2 separate regions of the Mus musculus genome follow, and region 2 is linked to region 1. A link is a contact called in public Micro-C data. All regions are on one chromosome and are shown on one strand. The core of a region is the stretch at or near the end of the contact, and the rest is flanking DNA. Distances in the headings are between cores, read along the strand shown. Region 1 holds the start of Bcl2l13 (BCL2-like 13 (apoptosis facilitator)). Region 2 overlaps Mical3 (microtubule associated monooxygenase, calponin and LIM domain containing 3).

Region 1 (4,705 bases), core at 1,384-3,883:
GCTGGAGAGATGGCCCAGCAGTTAAGAGCACTGACTACTCTTCCAGAGGTCCTGAATTCAATTTTTAGCAACCACATGGTGGCTCACAATTATCTGTAATGGGATCTGATGCCCTCTTCTGGTGTGTCTGAAGACAGCTACAGTGTACTCCTATGCATAAAATAAATAATTCTTAAAAAAAAAATAAGCCGGGCATGGTGGTGCACGCCTTTAATCCCAGCACTTGGGAGGCAGAGGCAGGCGGATTTCTGAGTTCGAGGCCAGCCTGGTCTACAAAGTGAGTTCCAGGACAACCAGGGCTACACAGAGAAACCCTGTCTTGAAAAACCAAAAAAAAAAAAAAAAAAAAAAAAAAAACTAAGGACATACTAAACATGCAAATATTAACCAGTTCATAGTTTCCTAAATCCAGTATTTTTTGATATTATTTTCAGTCTTGGAGAGGAACTATTTAAAACATAATTTCAGATGAATTTTAAGAAAGAAGTCTATTCTTATTGTCTTCATTACAAACTGCTGGCCTAAGTTCCTGTCAGGTTAGTCACAGAAGGTGGTTCTGCGTGGTCATTTTGTCACCCGTAACCAAGCTGGTGGACTAGAAACAAGTCAGACAAACAGACAAACCCACTTCTATGCAAGACAAGGTCTCAGGTAGTCTAGGCTGGTTTAAAACTTCGTATGTAGTTGCAGATGGTCTGAACTTGTGATGCCCCTGCCTACTTCCAAGTCCTGCTCTTTCTAAGGACTTGGGTTTGGTTTTCAGCACCCACATGACAGCTCATAAACATGGGTAACTCCAGTTCCAGGGGATCTAACTCCTTCTTCTGACCTTATTTGAAACTAGGCACCCACATGGTGCACAGATGTACATGTAAACAAAACGCTCATATACATAAAATAAAAAAAGGAAGCGTTCAAAAGGGTTAGGATCATAGTTTGTAGATTGGTGTGCCCTGAATGATATCCCCAGCAACACACAGGCATACTAGCTTATACCCGAGGCCTCAGCACTCAGGAGGCAGAGGCAGGATGAGATTCCAGGTCATTCTAGGATAAAGAGCAAGTTTGAGGTCAGTATGGAACACTGTCCCAAAAAACCAAGAGCATATAATTAAGTGAAATTCAAGATATTTGTAATTGTGCCACCATTATCATTGTGAATTTTAAACATTTCTATTACCTCCTAAACTTAGCTACTGGTCATCACTTCCTTTCAGTTTGTATTGATTGTTTTGCTTTGAAATGTGTGTGTATGGGAGGTGGGGTTAGGCAGTGTGGTCAGAGAAATCTACTTGCTAGCGATGGTTTTCTTCTTCTACCATGTGTGTTCCAGAGATCCAGCTCAGATCATTAGGCTTACAGTAAGCACTTTTGCAACCTGAGCCATATCAATGGTCCCCAGTCAGTTTTGTAATCAATCTTTTATTATTTTTTTTAAAGATAAGATTCACTATGTAGCCAGACTCCAATTTATCCTCCTGCTTCAGCCTTCAGAGTGTTGGGATTACCAGCCTGTACAAGCAACTGGACACATTTATCATTTCTGATCTGACTGATTGCAACCGCCTTCAACCGCCTTCTAACTCCTAATCTTCTGTGCTGTTTGTGTTACTTTGTCACTTCATTTCAGTAACACAGGCTGAAACTCAAGCTGGCTAATGCAGGGTGTTTATCTTGCCTAGATATCTTGACCTTTTTACACGATCTAAAAAGCTCTTGCTGAACAACTAGATAATCGGGTTATACACAGCCTTCATGGTTTAAGTAAATCTATTTTTCTTTTTCTTTTTTTTTAAGATTTATTCATTATTATATGTAACCACATTGTCACTGTCTTCAGACACACCAGAAGAGGGTATCAGTTCTCATTACAGATGGTCGTGAACCTACCATGTGGTTTCTGGGATTTGAACTCAGGACCTCTGGAAGAGCAGTCAGTGCTCTTAACCACTGAGCCAACTCTCCAGCCCCAATCTATTTCTTTTTCTTTCTGGTTGATAAGCATTCAGTTTATCTTGGACCACAGGTTGGACATGCTTTTGTAGAGTCAAGAAACAAACATAAGAAACTATAGTCCAGGCAGCTTGCCAGGCAGTGCGAGTAAAAAATGGATTACTACTATAAGACTCTTTTTATCACCATGGTGCCCGGATCCTGAGTTGTCTCAACCTAGTCATTCCACCCTGCCTTTAAATTGCTTTCCTAACTTTCAGGACAATCTCCTGGCAGCCCTAGGAAGTGCAGTCTTGACCAGTAACCTGAGGGCTTTAGTACTCCAGGAACGCAAAAGTCTGCAGAACTCTGCTTCTGCTATGCCACCAGCTTCTTGTCCCACACAGGGGTGAGCAGGCGTGCGGTGGTGTCTACCTCATCACCCTTCGCCCTAACTAGCACCGGAAATGACTGGGTGAAGATACTTATGAAGTCCAGAATCGAGGATTTAAGCGGCTCCTGGAAAGAGAGGCACAGGACAGCTTCGTACACAGGTCACGCCTGCGCAAACTGACCAGCAGGTGTCAGTGACCCTGCTTCGTTTCCAGTTGACCGAGCCGCTGGCTTCCGGCTTGGCATTACGCCCGGGCCCCGCCCCTACGCCGCCGTGACGTAGGCGCGCCAGGGTGACCTCACCGTCCAACATGGCGGCGGCGGTAGATTAGGTTCGCGGGTCGAAGCAGCCACTGTCGCTCCTGCACCCCGTGGGAAGCCCCTGCTGCCGCCGCCGCCGTCTCCTTCGTCCCTTGTGGGGCAGGGCTGGAGCCAGGTGAGGGGAGTGGGATTCTGGGGCGGCCCTGGTGGCTGGTGGAGCGGTTTCCATCCGCTGAGGAAGGGGTCTTGGAGACCACCGAGCTGACCACGGTGCTGCCCAGGGCGCGGGAGAGACCGGGCCTGAGGGAGGAGGACCGTGCTGCTCCGCCGCGGCGTCTCGGAACTTCTGAGGGGCTGTTTGGGGTGAATCCGACCTGTCCAGTGCGCCCCCACGCCGGGCGGCTTTTGAACCGGCTGTGTGGCTGCCTGAGGCTCTGGAACTCACCCTTGCTCTACATTCTGTTCTTCACCCAGATCTCGGCTTTGGGAAGCAGGGTCTGTTTTGGGGGGCAGACTAGGAAGCGTGAATTCTCGCTTGGAGGAGGGAAGCGTGTGCCATTCACTTAGACCGATTATAGATTAGCTTCGCTAGTGGTGTCCTGTCACAGTGTGAAGGCTTGTTTCTCAGTCTCAGCGCTGGCTGCGTTTTGACACCCATTCACGGTCCCACGCCACCCCCCCCCACCCCCAAGACAAAACAAAACAGACTAGGTCTTCTTACCACACGAAGGCGATGCCTTTCACAGTGATTCGGGGTTTTTTGTTTTTCTCTTTTTAAAATCCCTCCTCACATTTTCGCGGCATCCTGCATTTCTTGCCTTTACATTATAGTCCTGTGAAGGAGGTAGCCTAGGCTAAGTTGAGGATTTTACTTAGGGGTAAAAATTGAAGCGATCTGCCCAGAAATTCACATGCTTTTGACTGATAGTTCGGCTAAACAGTTCGCCATTCCCACACACAAGTGTTTATCTAAGAGGTCTGTTTTACTCTGTGTTTAAAAGTTTTGAACCATGCTGACAGGCCCCTCTGTCTGATATTTAAAAAAAAAGTTTTTGCAAAATTTCCAATATTCCCCTTGGAGGCTTGGTATAAACCAGACTGTTGATGCTCTCTGCCCTAACTTGTGTGACCTTAGATGTATTGCCACACCCTTGAAATACCTTTCTTCCATTTTGTTTTAACACATAAAGAGTTAGGCAAGTGTGTGGGTAGTGAATCACTTACATTTCACATACACAGTTGGATAAATGTGTCCTGGATGATTATAACAGCGAATTGAAAACATTTATACAGTTTTTCTACAAAGTCTCTTGGCTCTGGATGATCAGGCACTATTCTAAACTATTTTTTTTTTTTTTAGTCCTTAAAATAACATTTGTTTTGTTTTGGTTTTTGAACTGTATCCTAAATTGGCCTTGAACTCAAATCCTGCCTTTTCTGTTTTGTTGTTGTTGTTGTTGTTGTTTTTTGTTTTTTTGTGGAGACAGGGTTTCTCTGTCCTGGAACTCACTTTGTAGGCCAGGCTGGCCTCGAACTCAGAAATCCGCCTGCCTTTGCCTCCCAAGTGCTGGGATTAAAGGCATGTGCCACCACTGCCTGGTAGATCCTACCTTTTCTTCCTCCCCTGAATGGAGATCCAGGAGTACCCAGCCATGACTGTCACTTTAAAATGTTAAATTTTACTATTATTGTGGGTGTAATTGTTTGTTTGGATACACATGTGTGTAGGGCGTTAGGCAACTTTGTTTCATTTGGGGGGAGGCGGGGCACAGGGTCTCTGTGTAGTCCTGGTTGTCCTAGAGTTTCCTATGTGGACCAGGATTGTCTCAAACTCATAGCTGTCCACCTGACTCTTCCTTTGAGGGCCTGTGTCACCATGCATGGCCAGAGGGCAACTTTGGGAGTCAGTTTTTTCTTTCCATCTTTACATGGGCTCTAGGATTAAACTCAAGCTGCTTTCACCCACTGAAGCATTTTTTTTAAAGATTTATTTATTATTATATCTAAGTACACTGTAGGTGACTTCAGACACACCAGAAGAGGGCATCAGATCTCATTATGGATGGTTGTGAGCCACCATGTGGTTGCTGGGATTTGAACTCAGGACCTTTGCAAGAGC
Region 2 (4,702 bases), core at 786-3,285, 260 kb after region 1:
ATGCAGGCTGGCTACAGCAGCTTGGCCAGCCCGAGCAGCTGTACCCCTGCATGAGCGGCGAGCACGGCCCCATCTATGTGGAGGAAGCAGTGAGTGAAGGGCCCTGTGGCTATGTCAGAACACCCCTGCCTGGTTTGACTCTCACATCCGGTGGCCAACACCTTCCCTGACAAATTTTCGAATATAAGACAAAACCACCCAGTGACTTCTGAACTTTCCACCGGGCACCAGACCCCAGAGTTTCTCATCGGGCATGGGATGGGAAGAGAGGGTACAGAAGATGCAGAGGCACCACGTCATCCCCCCCACAGACGGTGGCTGGCCAGCCTCTCAATGCCTGGCAAGGCCTCAAGACTACATCTGACAGGGACTCCAGACTTGGGTTTCACAGGTCCTGGATGGCTTGGCTCTGAAGAGGCAGGTCAGTAATAACGAAGCCGAGAAGGGCCCCGGGGCAAATCTACAAAGGCTCAGAACACTTACAAGGAAGGCAGAGAGTGTTTAGGGAAGTGGAGGGGGTTTGCTCACTCACTGCAGTGGGCCATCCACTTTACACTCAGAGGACACTTCCCTTCCCTTCCGCGTCCCTTACCTGAGCAGAATCACATCCCATGGAGCTGTGCAAGCAACTCAGAAGGAACCACGGACATGCAGCTCAACACCCCATTTCTCCATTCAGTCTTTTTCTCCCCTCTCTGTGTGGCCCTGGCTGTCCTGGAACTAACTAACACTGTCTGTCTGTCTGTCTGTCTGTGTGCGTGTCTGTCTCTCTCTCTCTCTCTCTTTCTGTGTGTGTGTGTAGACCAGGCTGGCCTTGAGCTCAAGAGATCCACCTGCCTCCACCTCCAGAGAACTGGGATTAAAGGCGTGTGCCACCACTGCCCAGCTTGGGTTTGGTCTATCTAAAGTAGCAGAAAGAGAATCATTTTGGCCCAAGTCCAAAATGTTAGGATCCCGCCCCCCACATACTTTATTTCCAAAGCAAATTACTGACACTTACTGATAGTTTCTGCTTCTCAGACAAAGCCTGGAGAGGGCACATCTTAGAGAAGATCATGTTCCATACTGAGATGCAATGAAAGAGAACAGAGAAAACTACGCCAGCTCTCAGGTGCACATAGTTCCCTATGGAGTGGCATCCCGGCGAAGCGGGAAGCGACAGCAGGAGCCATGTGAGAACTCAGCGGTTCTCAACCTGTGTGTCTGTGTGTCGCAACCTCCATGGAGTCGATTATCAGAAATCTACATCATTATTCACGACAGTAGTAAAATTAGTTATGAAGTAGCAGCAAAGATAATTTTATAGCTGGGGGTCACCACTATAAAAGGCCGTGTATTAAAGGGTTGCAGCATTAGGAAGATGGGGAACCACCGCTCAAGTTCAAGACAGTAATAGCAGGTGACCCTCCCTCTAGGCTGCTGCTTGTCATGGCGGGACCAGTGAGTAGTAGGTGGGATACAGGAGAATCAATCCTGCCATTAGGATTGTTAGCATCCACTCCTGTGATGAGCGTCTCTCCGAGGATGGCAGCCATCTAGCAAGAACAGCTACGGGAGGCACAGTAGCGTCAGAAACAATCAGACTACAGTTCCACATCCATGCTAAGTGCCCTAGCGCTCTGTACCGTGGCCAAGGAGCACTGTCTTATCTTTTGATAAATCTGCACTGAGGCATTTTGAATAGAGAGGCACAATGAATGGTAAAGTAACCGGAGCAAACGGGAACAATGAGATCTAATACATACATCTAGATAGCAGGCAGTGGGACTCTCTACTGCTTGCTGCTCTTGTGGCTTCTCCTGACTGGGAAGCGTTGACAAAAGACCCGCCCCCCAAATAACTCCAAGGGCAGCCCCAACCAAGTTACAGCAGGTCCTATTTTGCAGTGCACCTAAAACCAGGGTAGCAAAAGAAGCTGACAGGCAAGGAGGCATGCGCAGGGTGACGTCAGAGAGGCACCTGGCAGCACAGACAGGACTCTGCTCCCCCTGGGCTTTCCCCAGCAGTGGCACATGCTCTTGGCACATGGAAATAGAGCCAGCTTTACCAATTGGGTCCGGAAGCACCTACTCAGCAGCTCCTGCCTTGCCTGGGCTCCTCCCTCTCCTCCCTGCTATCTAATCAGAATCCTCTTTCCAAAGGGTCTCTGGCATCAGGTCCCTTCCTCTTTATCTTCAATGCCAACATCCTGGCCCAGTCCTTTGTCATGTTACATCTGATTCCCCAACCCCCACTCCCTAGACAGGGTTTCTCTGTATAGTCTTGGCTGTCTGGAATTCACTCTATAGACCAGGCTGGCCTTGAACTCAGCGATCGGACTGCCTCTGCCTCCCAAGTGCTGGGATTGAAGGTGTGCGCCACCTCTGCTGGGCTACATCTGAATTATTACCAACTGCTGGGGGTGGACAAACTCCAACCAGTGGCCAAATCCAACCTCCAAGTAAGACGCTTTTTTTAAAATATATTTCAAGGATTGAGGGAAACCCAGACAAGACTCATTCTATAATTGATGAAAGTTACATAAAAATTCCTATTTCATAAATTACAGCGTCAATGGCCTATAGCCATGCCCACCGGCTCTGCATTATCTCCAACACCTTTCACAATATTCCTGAAAGGCTGTCTCTGGGTATGGGTGTGGGAGTGGGGGACTCCCAGTGACATGCAGTCCTGCCCCAGCTGCATGTGGTGGGAAATCACCTCAGTACAGAAGCAGAAGGTTGACAGGGGTGGGGGCTTTACTGAGACAGCTTTTGAGAGGCCATTACCCACACTGAAATGGAACTATATAGTGATGCCACTGTTTTGAGATGACCCATATTCCTATAGTAAACCCAGTGTACTCCCAAGACGACACAGAGAGCTTTCTTGAGTGGGTCGTTGCCTCTCTATCTGGAGACAGTCAGAGTCTGTCAGACAGTGTCACAAAGACAGAGTGGAGGAGCTGCACCAGAGAGCACCCAGCTCCCAGAAATGAGAATGCTCCCTTCAGAAAGTGACTCCTTCCACAACAATCTTGCTCTCCCATCTCTCCCCCTTTACCTGACTTTCAACATGATTTCCACGCTGTTACTCAGGGCGAATCCCACCTCCATAAACTGTCTATAGAGTGCGATGAGGCAAACCCAGGCCCTGGGGACAGACGGGCTCCGTGTGCTTGCTCATGGCTGCTCTCATCTTTTAGAAAGCTCTTCTCAGCTGGCCACTAGCCTGCCTTTCAAGGCTCTGGGAAGAACTCCTGGCTCCCTTTCCTCAGCTCCTATGGCACCTACATTTACACTCGCTCATCACGGCTCTTGCTCTTACCACACTGCAAGGGAGTCATCTATTTGTGTGTCTGTCTCCCTGGCTACACCAAGATTCCACAGGGAGAGAAACGCATCTTACTCACCTCCAAGCACCCAGGCAGAGCCTACCACAGTGGTTCAGACTCACTGGTACTGAGCTCAGCAACCAGCGAGGAGGGCTGCCCCCCTCACTGCCTATAATGTCCTGGGCTCGCTCTCAACTCTAAGCCACTGCTTTGCATCGCATACCCTCTTCTCTGTGTCGCCCATACATTCTTGGCAATGTGGCCTTACGCTGGAGCCTGGTCAACCTACCAGAGGCAACACTCTTAACTGTCCTTCTTCCCAGGAGCTATCACATCCAATGGCTCCTGAGCTAGGGGTGGGATTTCACATCCACCTCCCCTTGCTATGCCGGGACTTGGTCTGGCTTGAGCTCCCATGGAGCGTGTGCGTGTGCGCGTGCTGTCACAGCTGCTGTGGGTCTGGAAGGGCTGCTGCCCTGCTGTGTCTGCAGGACAGTATTCCTTGTATTTGTTCACAGCCTCTCTGGCTCTTACACTCTTTCTGCCCCTTCTCCAGCAATGATCCCTGAGCCCTGGGAGAAGATGGTGCAGTACAGATGTTCTTGATGGGAGATGGGGGTGGGGGGTCATGGTTGGGTGGAAAGGGAAGGGGATAGGGATATGGGAAGAGTTGAGGTGGGGTGATTATGGTCAAAACAGTGTGCAAAATTCTCAAAAAAAAAGTATGAAAAAAAGCTGAAATTACTAAGTGAGCAAACACTTCTATAAAGAAGACTGAAGGTTTAAAAGGGAGGTGGGTACTCTCTTCTCACCTAAATACTCCTCTCAATGACCTAGGATGCATAGGAATCACACCTTTGTAGGCTAGGGGTCAGTGTAGACCAGGTTCAAGGCGGAGGCATCTCTCTTTTATGTCCTGAGTGTCCTAAGGTGGATGCTGGTTATTTCTACGTCCTCACCTGTGAAGTTCAAATGACGCAGAACTGACCATGCCTGTAAACTCTAAACCAACACCGGGCCCAAGCTGGCTCTCCTCGAGTTAGAGCTGTTTTGTCTTTGTTTTCCCAATCAATGGCCCATACCATTTTTGTATTTACACACACACACACACACACACACACACACACTCATACACACACACATACACACACTCCCAGATATACACATACTCACACACACTCAACTCACACACACTTACAGACACATACACACATACATACACACTCACACACAAACACGGACACACAACCCAGTACAGTGACGAGGCCAAGCGGTGCCATCCATAAGTTAATGAATATATCATTTCAGGAAGTTTAAAAGATTACTAGTAGGACAGAGAATGCTGAGTCACAGGAACAAGGCAGACAGTAATCAGACAGCAAGCAGGAG

What was found. Hi-C and Micro-C count contacts between places; a contact is called where the count stands out from the background.
Region 2: a contact with region 1 is called in a Micro-C map of the G1E-ER4 cell line. The contact joins the enhancer-like site here to the promoter of Bcl2l13 in region 1. A contact is called at or near these places in 1 of 39 promoter capture datasets (neural stem cells), 5 of 484 Hi-C or Micro-C datasets (the G1E-ER4 cell line, embryonic stem cells and nephron progenitors), 2 of 115 datasets of contacts at active chromatin or transcription factors (both in embryonic stem cells) and 1 of 9 other capture datasets (pancreatic islet).

The regions. Positions count from the first base shown.
Region 1 is chr6:120,833,597-120,838,301 of GRCm38.p6, forward strand. It overlaps Bcl2l13 (BCL2-like 13 (apoptosis facilitator)), which reads left to right and starts at 2,634. Exons shown (of 7, transcript NM_153516.2): 1 at 2,634-2,761. Gm38889 (a long non-coding RNA gene) reads right to left here and starts at 2,598. Exons shown (of 3, transcript XR_869411.3): 1 at 2,508-2,598.
Region 2 is chr6:121,096,711-121,101,412 of GRCm38.p6, forward strand. The region is part of intron 1 of Mical3 (microtubule associated monooxygenase, calponin and LIM domain containing 3); the gene reads right to left. Among named protein-coding and RNA genes, the nearest start is that of Mical3, 32 kb to the right of the region's middle. Within about 2 kb of position 2,036, at least 45 of the 459 cell types and tissues checked have an H3K27ac peak or open chromatin away from gene starts, as enhancers often do. A contact at or near this core is called in the G1E-ER4 cell line and pancreatic islet, where this site is marked.